Linked DNA regions of Bos taurus: region 2 is linked to region 1. A link is a contact called in public Hi-C data. All regions are on one chromosome and are shown on one strand. The core of a region is the stretch at or near the end of the contact, and the rest is flanking DNA. Distances in the headings are between cores, read along the strand shown. Region 1 holds the start of ACTN4 (actinin alpha 4). Region 2 overlaps ACTN4 (actinin alpha 4).

What was found. A called contact is a pair of places that touch in the nucleus more often than the background predicts.
Region 2: a contact with region 1 is called in a Hi-C map of liver, with 2.4 times the contacts expected there. The contact joins the enhancer-like site here to the promoter of ACTN4 in region 1. A contact is called at or near these places in 3 of 11 Hi-C or Micro-C datasets (liver, skeletal muscle and skin fibroblasts).

The regions. Positions count from the first base shown.
Region 1 is chr18:48,399,286-48,404,173 of ARS-UCD2.0, forward strand. ACTN4 (actinin alpha 4) reads left to right here and starts at 3,536. Exons shown (of 21, transcript NM_001098052.1): 1 at 3,536-3,736. The coding sequence starts at 3,575.
Region 2 is chr18:48,441,633-48,447,219 of ARS-UCD2.0, forward strand. The region is part of intron 1 of ACTN4 (actinin alpha 4); the gene reads left to right. Among named protein-coding and RNA genes, the nearest start is that of ACTN4, 42 kb to the left of the region's middle. Within about 2 kb of position 1,764, at least 12 of the 102 cell types and tissues checked have an H3K27ac peak or open chromatin away from gene starts, as enhancers often do. A contact at or near this core is called in liver, where this site is marked.

The DNA.
Region 1 (4,888 bases), core at 2,286-4,785:
GCGGGCTTTCTCTAGTTGCGGCGAGCGGGGCTACTCTCTCGTTGCGGTGCACAGGCTTCTCATTGTGGTGGTTTCTCATGGAGCACGGGCTCTAGGGCTGACGGGCTTCAGGAGCTGCGGCTTGTGGGCTCTAGAGCACTGGCTCAGTAGTTGTGGTGCACAGGCTTAGGTGCCCCACGGCATATGGGATCTTCCTGGACTAGGAATGGAACCGGTGTCCCCTGCATTGCAAGGCAGATTCTTACCCACTGGACCGCCTGGAAAGCCCTAGGAGCCATCTTGAGTCTGGATTTTTTTTTTTTTTTTCTTTTTCACCTCTGCATCCCACCCCCAACAAAGTCTAAAGTCATAGAGGCTCCACTTTCTCATATCCCCCCACTGCCCTTCCTCCACAGCACTCTCCTCCTCTACCCTCCATCTTCCTGTCCAGCTTCATCCGGACCACTGCAGCAGCCTCCTCTTGGAGCTCCCTGAGCACACTCCACCTTCTACAGTCTGTTCCCCTGGTGCAGCCAGAGGACCCAGGAGACCGTTGAATCAGACCCCAGCCCTGCTTACAGTCTTCCTTAACTTCCCATTGTATTTAGAGTAAAATTCACTATATGGCCCCACTGCACTTAGAATAAAATAAAAACTTCTTTTCAGGCAAATAATAATAATCAAATCATTATATGTCAATTATATATCAATAAAAAAGACTCAAATTCCTCACCATGGTTTTAAGTCTATTCATTCATCTGGGGTTTATTAAGCTTCTATCTTTGATGTGTGAGTTCAGTCCCTGGGTCAGGAAGTTCCCCTGGAGAAGGAAATGGCAACCCACTCTAGTATTCTTGCCTGGGAAATCCTATGGACAGAGGGTCACAAGAATCTGACCCGACTTAGCAACTAAACAACAGACAATCTTGTGCCAGACAGTGTTTCAGAGACTAGGAATATGACAAAACAAAGATTCCCACCATCATGGGCTGACATTCTTGAGAAAGAAACTAAATAAAGCAGTCATATTTGTATATTAGTGGTGATCAGTATTCTGGAAAAAATAAAGCTGGGAAGGTGTGGATGCTATTTATAAAAAAGTGGTCAGGGGAGGTCTCACTGAGGAGGTGGCATTTCCTCTAATCTTCAGGAGAGGAGGCTATGAGCCTTGGGGATCCAGTATCTAGGGAGAGTGTTCCAGGCAGTGGTAGCAAGGTATCACTATGTTCAAAGGCCTTGAGACTGGAGCATACCTAGTATGTTGGAGGAACAGTTAGGAGGCCTAAAGGCAGAAAGGGAAGAGGAACTAAAAAGCCTCATGATGAAGGTGAAAGAGGAGAGTGAAAAAGCTGGCTTAAAACTCAACATTTAAAAAATTAAGATCATGGCCTCTGGTCCCATCACTTCATGGCAAATGGATGGGGGAAATATGTAAACAGTGGCAGGTTTTATTTTCCTGGGCTCCTGTATCACTGTGGACAGTGACTGCAGCCATAAAGTTAAAAGACCCTTGCTCCTTGGAAAGAAAGCTATGACAAACCTAGGCAGAGTATTAAAAAGCAGAGACATCACTTTGCCAACAAAGGTCTATGTAGTCAAAGCTGTGGTTTTTCCAGTAGTCATGTATGGATATGAGAGTTGGACCATAAAGAAGGCTGAGCGCTGAAGAATTGATGCTTTTGAACCGTGGTGCTGGAGAAGACTCTCACTGAGAGTTCCTTCGACAGCAAGGAGATCAAATCAGTCAATCCTCAAGGAAATCAATCCCGAATATTCATTGGAAGGACTGATGCTGAAGTTGAAGCTCCAATACTTTGGCCACCTGATGAGGAGAGTTGACTCACTGGAAAAGACCCAGGTGCTGGGAAAGACTGAGGGCAGAAGGAGAAGGGGGCGACAGGATGAGATGGTTGGATGGTATCACCGACTCAATGGACATGAGTTTGAACAAACTCTGAGAGATAGTGAAGAACAGGGAATCCTGGTGTGCTACAGTCCATAGCATGGCAGAGAGTTGGACCCAACCGTGGTGAAAGTTCAGAAAGGAGGGGAGAGTAGGAGGGGAGCTGGGAGAGACATGAGGACCAGCATGATCAGGATGTGGAAAAAAGACCTTGTGGGTTTGTTTGAAACCCCAGGAGTCTCAGGGGTTTCAAAAGCTGGGCCAGAAAAAAAACAAAAAACTGGGCTGGGCTGGGTCAGGGCAAGGAAGGCCCCAGCAGCCTTTCCTCCTTTCCTTGACTTTGACGTGTGGCACCAAGGGAAGGTTCTGAGCAAGCAAGGGAGGGATTTGACCTGATTCAGGTGTTTGCAGGCTCCTTCTGGTTTCTTGTGAGAAAGAGAGTTGGTGGTGAGTGGAGGAGCAGAGAGATGGTGAGGCTGCGGCAGAGGTCCGAGTGAAGACAGGAGAGGGTGGGCAGGACCAGGGTGTGGCCATGGGAGAGAGAAGTGAGTGGATTCCATACATACTTTGAAGATGGAACTGACAGGATTTCCTGAAGAACTGGATGTAGGGTGCGAGGAGAAAGAGGACACGGGGTAACTGCAAGTTCTGTTGCCTGCAAGCTGGGAGGATGGAGGCGCCATTCTCTGGGACAGGGATGATCATGGGGTGACCAGGTTTGAGAGGAAGATCAGGGGCTCAGCTTTGGATATTTACACTCGAGACACCTCTTAATGTGACAATATCATTTATCTGTATTTATTTATTTATTGCTGTGCCCCACCCCCCGCATTAGCAACTTGAGAACTGATCACCCTTATGCTCAGAACCGTATCGTCAGCACCTGAGAACAGTGCCTGGCACACAGTAGCTGCTCAATAAGTGTCTATTGAGTGAATGAAGATAGATAAGTCCACAAAACCTTCTATTGATAACTTTCAAGTCAGCCAGTAGCTATTCCAGTCTAACTCCCAGGTCCATTTCGTGAATCCCGCCGGTGTTTGTTCAAATGTCCTCCTTCTCCGCAAAGCCTATCCTGACTACTCCATTTACATTTCAGCTTGATTTTTCTCCATAACACTAATCCCCTTGGAATATATTAACATATATATTATGTACTGAAAATTTTTTGTTTGTTGTCTCCCGTCACTCGAAGCTTCCGCGAGGGCAGGGAGTTTTATCTATTTCGTTTAAGTGGCAACGCACACAGCAGGCGCTTAATAAATATTTGTTGAATTTTTCTTGCTGAATGGGATACATGCCACGCCTGAGCGGGTTTTCGTAGTAGGACGGCGAGACCCGCCTTACGAATCATCCGCGATCTGGCCCCGCCCACACGCAGAGGCCGGGCGCGCTCACGCGGGAACAGGGGGCGCGGCTCGTCCACGAGCTGAAGGGCGGGGGAGAAGCGCGCTCTGCGCAGGCTCCGAAAGCCCCGAGGCGGAGTCTCAGGGTCTTTTGGGTTAGGAGGCGCGCGCGCGGGAGGGCGGCGGCGGCGGCGGCGCGGTGCGCAGGCGCGGCGGGCAGTGCGCAGGCGCCGGCGGAGGGCGGGCTTGGAGCAGCTGAAGCAGCGGCGGCGGCGGCGGCGGCAGTGGCTCGGGCAGAGGGGCGGGAGCAGAGGCTGGAGCGGACGGGCTCGGGAGAGGCGGCGGAATGGTGGACTACCACGCGGCGAACCAGTCGTACCAGTACGGCCCCAGCAGCGGGAGCAATGGCGCTGGCGGCGGGGGTACCATGGGAGACTACATGGCCCAGGAGGACGACTGGGACCGGGACCTGCTGTTGGACCCGGCCTGGGAGAAGCAGCAGCGCAAGGTGCGCGGCCCTTGGGCCGGACGGGCTGGAGGAGGGGGGCTTCGGAGAGAGGCTGGAGGCCGGGAAGGGGCTTGGAGACCCTGAGACGGGATCGGAGGGTCTGTGGTGAGAACTGGGCGTCCTGAGAAGGAATCGGCGGGTCTGGGAAGGGGTTTGGAGTCCTGGAAAGGAGTTGCAGAACTTGAGCGGGGAATTGGGAGTCTGAAAAAATAATTGGCGGCTTAGTAGGGGATATGGAAATCTAAGACTAGGAATCAGGGAGCCCGAGGCAGGAATTGGAGCGTCTGGCCTGGGAATGAGGGGAAATCGCGAGATGATTGGAGGAGACTCAAGAACGGAATTGGGTCTGAGGCGGGATGAAAGGGTCAGGATGGACTGGAGATGGTCAGAGGGAAAAGGGGGAGTCTGGAATGTGTGGGTCAGGATAGAATTCGGCATCAGGGGAGTCCGAGGAGGAGCTGGAGTATGGAGGGCGTTATTTGGATTACAGAATCCTCTGAAGAGGGTTGGAATTATGGGACCCCCAGGGATGAAGCCCCTTTCATTCTAAAGGGGATGAAGATTCTGGAAGTGGGTGTGAAGGGACCCAGGGCTTGGTGGGTGAGGATGGGGAGGCTGCTAAGGAGGTCTGGACTCTGGCACTGGTGGGAAAAGTCAGGGAGCTGTGAATAAGAGGTTTTGAAGGGGCGAAATATTATCAGGGGTGCCCTATCCTACAGGGAAGAGGAGAAGATTGGGAGATAGAAGAGGTATTGGTGAGGCCAAGGCCTCCTTGATGAGAGGCCGAAGGGGGATAGAGAGAATTTGGAGTATTCTGAGAAGGGGTTCTGAAGAATTGATGGAACGTAGACAAAGCTCAGCAAAGGGTTGGTGTTGCCGGAGGCAAAGGTAGCCTGAATGAGGTGAGAAAGGCGGGAGAGAAAGGTCGGAATGGCGGATGGTGGGAGGGAGGTGTGCGGAGTAATGAAAGTCTCATTAGAAAGGGAGTGTGTGATGGATAGACCGAGAGAGGAATTTGGGCGTGAGGGCTTCTGGAGGTGCCGTCCCAGGACTGGAGAGTGTGTTTATGTGTTGTGAAGGGAGAACAAGTTGTTTGGGGAGGAGGGGCTGAGAGTGTCCAGAATTGTCTTTTGGGGGTGGTGATGAGGAGCT
Region 2 (5,587 bases), core at 514-3,013, 41 kb after region 1:
CTGGGGACTGCCCCAGAGTCCAGAAGGTTTACCTCTCTGGGTTGGGGGAGGGAGTCACCCATGAATGGCTCATTAAAGCCCATTGCTGCCACATTCCTGGCCGCTGAGGTCACCTCCCGAACAATATCCATCATTCATTCACCCAGCCGCCCCACATCCTGGCCACTGGGAGGGGCCCCTGTGACACAGGAAGGACTTGATGACCAGTGATGCTTGGCCTTGCCCTCCCCTTCCAACACACAGTGAGAAAGCAGAAACAGCTTGGGGGGGTGCTCCCGAGGCTTGCCTTCCAGTGCACCCGTGGAGCCCAAACCAAGTCTTCTCTTCTCCTACCCCGCGCCCTCCCCCGCTCCCCCACACCCTTGTGCTATTTTAACAACCGGAGAAGAATCTTTAACGGGCTGCCAGTGTGCAGAGGCAACTTCTGAAAGCTCTTCTCTGTGGTTTTGTGCACATGTGTTCTCAGAGGCAGTGTCCACATCCTTCCTTCTTCACTAGGTGGGTCAAGGGCTGTGTGCAGGCTCGCTTCACAAGATGGCAGGGCCGCCACTGGTACTGTCCGCCTGGGCTCAGGCCAAGCCTTTAAGAAGCAGGTGGGGGACGTAGCTGGCAGCCCAGTGGTTAGGACTCCTTGCATCCAATGCAGGGGGTGTGGGTTTCATCCCTTGTGGGGGAACTAGAACCCTGTGTGCCATGCAGCCTGATCAAATTTTTTTTTTTTTTAAGAATTAATAAAAAAGCAGGTGGGCTTTGAGGGGAAGAGCCCTGCCTGCCTCTGCTCGCCGTGCGAGCTCAGCTCCAGCTTGGGGACCGAGATGGGGACAGGACCTTTCTTGACTTTGCTTTCCCGGGCTGGTAGGGAACATTCCACTCAGAGGAATGGGTGTCCGCCCCGTGTTTGTGTTTACTGACTGTGTGACCTTCGGCAAGTCTTTTAGCCTCCCCCCCCCGCCTCAGTTTCCTCACCTGTAAAGTGGAGATGACGTGTCTCACATGACCACAGGGTTGGGGGTTTTAAACTGTTCCCACGTGTAAATGGTGGTGGTGGTTTAGTCGCTAAGTCGTGTCCAATTCTTGCAACCGCATGGACTGTGGCCCGCCAGGCTTCTCTGTCCGTGGGATTCTCCAGGCAGGAATACTGGAGTGGGTTACCATTTACTCCTCCAAGGGATCTTCCCGACCCAGGAATCGAACCTGGGTCTCCTGCATTGCAGGCAGATTCTTTACCAACTGAGCTACAAGGCAAGCCCGTGTAAATGGTAAGAGCTAGCCATCAACAGTTACTGTACATTTAGCCTCAGTGAGACCCTTTCTCCGCCACCTCCCCACCGCCCGTCACCACCAGAATGTAAGCTCTGTGTCTGCTTCACTTCCTCCCGTGCCTAATCTGGGCTCCAGGTCAGGCTTTGTCGGCTCGTTGATTGCACTGGGGGCTCTTAGATGAGGCGCTAGGGACATGCCACTGCTCAGAACCAGTGCTGCCCCTGAAGTGACCTTGACAGCCCCACCCAGATGAGCTCTAGATGCTTATGGCTTTTCCCTTCTCCCCCAGAGGGCCAGCAGTCCCAGACCCTCCCAGGTGAAGCCAAAACCTTGAGTGTGCCTTGCTTGGTTACCACTGTTGGCATCTTTAACACGGCTCCTCTGTCTTCCTCCTCCTGCCAAGTTTCTCTTAAAAGAAGCTTTTTACCCTTCCTCCCCACCACCCCCTGTCATCACACATTGACCCTTGCCCCTCTGGCTCAGTCCCCACACAGCAGCAGCCCCATGAGGGTGGCCCTGCCAGCCTCATGACGCAGGCTGCTCTCCTTCACTCCCTCCCTTTCTCCAGGGCCAGGCTCTTTTCTCACTGCTGCAGGGCCTTTGCACATGCTGGTCCCGTTTTCTGGAAAGTCTTTCTTATTTTTGTCCCATTCATTCTCCACAGGGGAACTTACCCGGGTCTGCCTGGCCAGAAGGTCAGGAGCTGTTCCCCAGGGCTTCCTTCTCTTTTTCCTTTTCTTTTTGGCCATACCACGTGGCTTGTAGGATCTTAGTTCCCTGACCAGGGATTGAACCTGGGCCCCTTGCATTGGGCTTGCGGAGTCTTAACCACTGGCCCCTCAGGGAAATGTCCTCCCCTCCCCCACCAGCATCCTAAACACTTTGGTGAGCTCCCTCTTTGAGAGGTGAGAGGGAGGAGGGCAAATGTAAGGTGATGCCTCCGGGTGTGGCTGCTTGGCCAGGGCGCGTGCTAAGTCACTTCAGTCGTGTCCGACTCTTTCCGACTGTAGACTGCCAGGCTCCTCTGTCCATGGGATTCTCCAGGCAAGAACACTGGAATGGGTTGCCATGCCCTCCCTCCAGGGGAACTTCTGACCCAGGGATTGAACCAGCATCTCTCATGTCTCCTGCATTGACAGGCAGGTTCTTTACCACTAGCGCCACCTGGGAAGCTGGGCCAGGGTACCTGGCTTTAAATCTTGCTCTGTGACTTTACAGGTACATGACTACCTGTGGGCAAATCACATCACCTCTCAGACCCTCGGTTTCCTCATCTGTTAAATGGGGCAGAAATGGCAACCGCCTCACAAGGTAGCTGTGCGGATGAGAGATGTTATTAACATGTGGCAAAGTGCCCAGAACAGCGCGGGGCACATAGTTAGCTTATGGGAGTATCTGCTGTGGTTGTTACCGTTCCCTCTTTTCCTGCGGGTGTCACTTCTGTAGTTGAGTCATCGCTTGGTTAATGAGATCAGTTCTGTCCCTCATCACACTGGAAGCTCCTTAGCGTGCAGCCTGGGTCTGCTTTTGCTCAGCATGGTGGGTTCAGCGCCAGGCCTGCCCCTGGCCGGCAGGCAGCAGATGCCCGTCTCGGGAGTGGGTGTCCCGCCCCACGGCGCCCTGGGCATCGCAGAGCCAGCAGGGCCGGCCGCACTCCCCAACTTGTGCTGTGTGACAGAGCTGCAGAGTGGCGGGGGCACAGCAGACCCACGAGGCCTCCATCTATAGAAACCACCCTCCACACTACCCACCCCGCACATCTCAGTCTAAACCGGGCAGGGAGAGGGAGTGAATAAGCAGAATGTTATTTTTGTAACCAAGTAGAAGCAGCTATGAATTTTTCATGTCCCACTGGAACTCCAGCTCCTACTCACAGTCGTGCCACATGGAGCTGGGGCTGCGAGTGGTGGGCTTGATCCCGAGGAGGGCCTTGTGACTCCTGCCCACCGTGCCCTGGGCTCGGGGCCCCCTGAGTCTCTGGTGTCAGCAGATGCCCCTGGTCTTCTGGGAGGAGAAGACGGCCGGACAGGCCATGGAGTGCGGGCGTGGGGTGTGTCGGCGGCCTTCCCGTCCGTCACGTGTCGGGTTCCTCGCCACCAAGGCCGCGCTGGTCGGTATTCTCCCCGAGCACTCACTCTGCATTCTGCTTGGGCCTCCGCCTGCTTCCGGCCAGGGAGACGGAGTGCCAGGCAGAGTTACCATTTATCTGAAAGTAGTCCTTCCCTTGACATTTGTTTAACACTGAATACTTCATCTGTGCCAGGCACAGTCCTAAGTGATTTACTTGCGTTATTTTGTTTAATCATCGTTTAAGAGGGGAGAATACTGCCTCCATTTCACCCAGCACGGAGCCTGAGGCTCCTTGCTTGCCTGAGGTTACCCCCCTGGAAGGTGGCCTCGGTGGGCAAGGCAGGTCTGGGTGAGCCCCCAGCCAGAGCTCTTGTTACCTGCCCAGAGAAGGTGAGCAAAGGTGTGGAGATGGGCCATGTGTGCAGAGCGGGCGGTGTTGTGATCTTCTGAGGACAGACGACCTGAGCCCAGTGAGGCCAGGTTCATTCAGAGCCCGCCCAGGTTGGAGTGAGAGGATGTCCTGCGATCTCGTTTCCCCTCCAAACCGTGGTGCTGGGCTCAGGGCCTTTGCAGAGAGACTAGGTCCCACCCTTCCCAGGGATGGAGTGGGACGCCACTGGTGTGCGTGTGCTCCCAGGTGTGCGAGTTCTCGGGACTTGACGCCCAGCTCTGTGGCCGATGTTTTAAAGCATTCCTCTCCACCCTCCTCCCACATTTAATCCCACAGCAGATACAGGCGGTAAATTCTGATAAGTCCGTCCTACAGAGAAGGATGCTGAGGTGTAGGTAGGCCAAGTCACCTGGTTGCAACCCAGAGGTAAGCTGAGGGGCCGGCACTCAAGCCCTGAAGGATTGCCTCAGGTGTAACAGGCTGATGGAGAGAGATGCCCTCCCCGCAGACCAGGTGCCTAGAGCTCGGCCCAGAAGCACCGGGGGCTCGGGCTCTGGGAGCTGCCCTCTTGTGTCCTCAGCCAGGGATGTGGTGGCCAGTCTGCTGCCCCACTGCATCTTTCAGGCACAGGGGACAGCAGAGGCCCAGCATCCCCTGGCACTTCCTGTCCCAGCCCGGCCTGCTGCTGCCAACTGCCCAGGCCTGAGACCACTGTGCTTTGGGCATTCTAAAGACATGTGTGATGTGAGACTAAATTTCTACCCCCGGGAGCACACATGTATATGCACGTAGCATCTGGCAAGACCCCAGATGACTGGACAATGCTGTCCGAGATGCCGAGGGCTGTGTGTGGTGGCCAGGGCGGGCAGGGTGTCCGAGGAGGAGGGGCCCCGGGAAGCGTGGTGTGTGGAGAACCGAGCACCTGCTGTGTGGCCCAGCTCCACAGGGTCACCACTGTGAACCCTTGCACTGACCGTGCGTGACTCGGGTGGTGTCTTCACTGCCACGTAGCAGATGAGGAAACGGGCGTTAGGAGGGTTGGGTAACCTACCCGCAGGAATGGTGTAACCAGCAGCCTGGCCCCGGTTTGTCCGAATTCAGAGCTGCTCAGGGGAAGGAGCGAGGGAAGTAAGATGGGGGAGGGGATGCGTGCGCACCTCGCTGAGAACCTGCTCCAGAGTAGCTCACGGCTGCCAGGAGGCGGAAAACAGCACGCACCTGTTAGGAGTGAAGCAGAGGGACTTCCCTGGTGGGGGTCCCGAGGCTGAGACTACGCTGCCAGTGCAGGGGGCCTGGGTTTGATCCCTGGTCAGGGAGCTAGATCCCGCATGCCACAACCAAGACCTGGCACAGCCAAATAAATAAAAATACTGAAAAAAAAGGGGGGGGGAAGAAACAGTGGTCCTCTGACAGATTTGCACAGAGGAGGGGCAGGCATCTGAGTCAGGATCGGGTGGGGCAGGCTAGTCAGCCTGGGTGGGTGTCCAGAGGGGCTGATGGTGAGGGAGGGGTAGGTGTGGACTGAGCAGGGCGGAGGGGCAGCCGAGGGCAGATTTCTGTCTCTCCAGGGTGGTGGCGGTGGAGCTCTTCTTCCTGTTGGTGGGAGGCGGGTGGGGTACCCTAGTCGCCCGCAACCCTCCGCCTTTCTTCGGGTTTGGAAGGATCGTTGCGTTTGGAGGGAACCCTCGCTTACACCCGCCTAGCGGCATGTTAATTAGGCGGCTTCTTTGTCTGCGAGGGGCCTCGCATTGAGTCTTCCAATGAGCTGTTCTGGTGACTGTTGTCAAAACACATGGTGTTTGGCCAGTGTCTCCCTGGAAGCCCCTCGCCCCCCACACGGCCTCTGCCCACACTCGGGCGCAG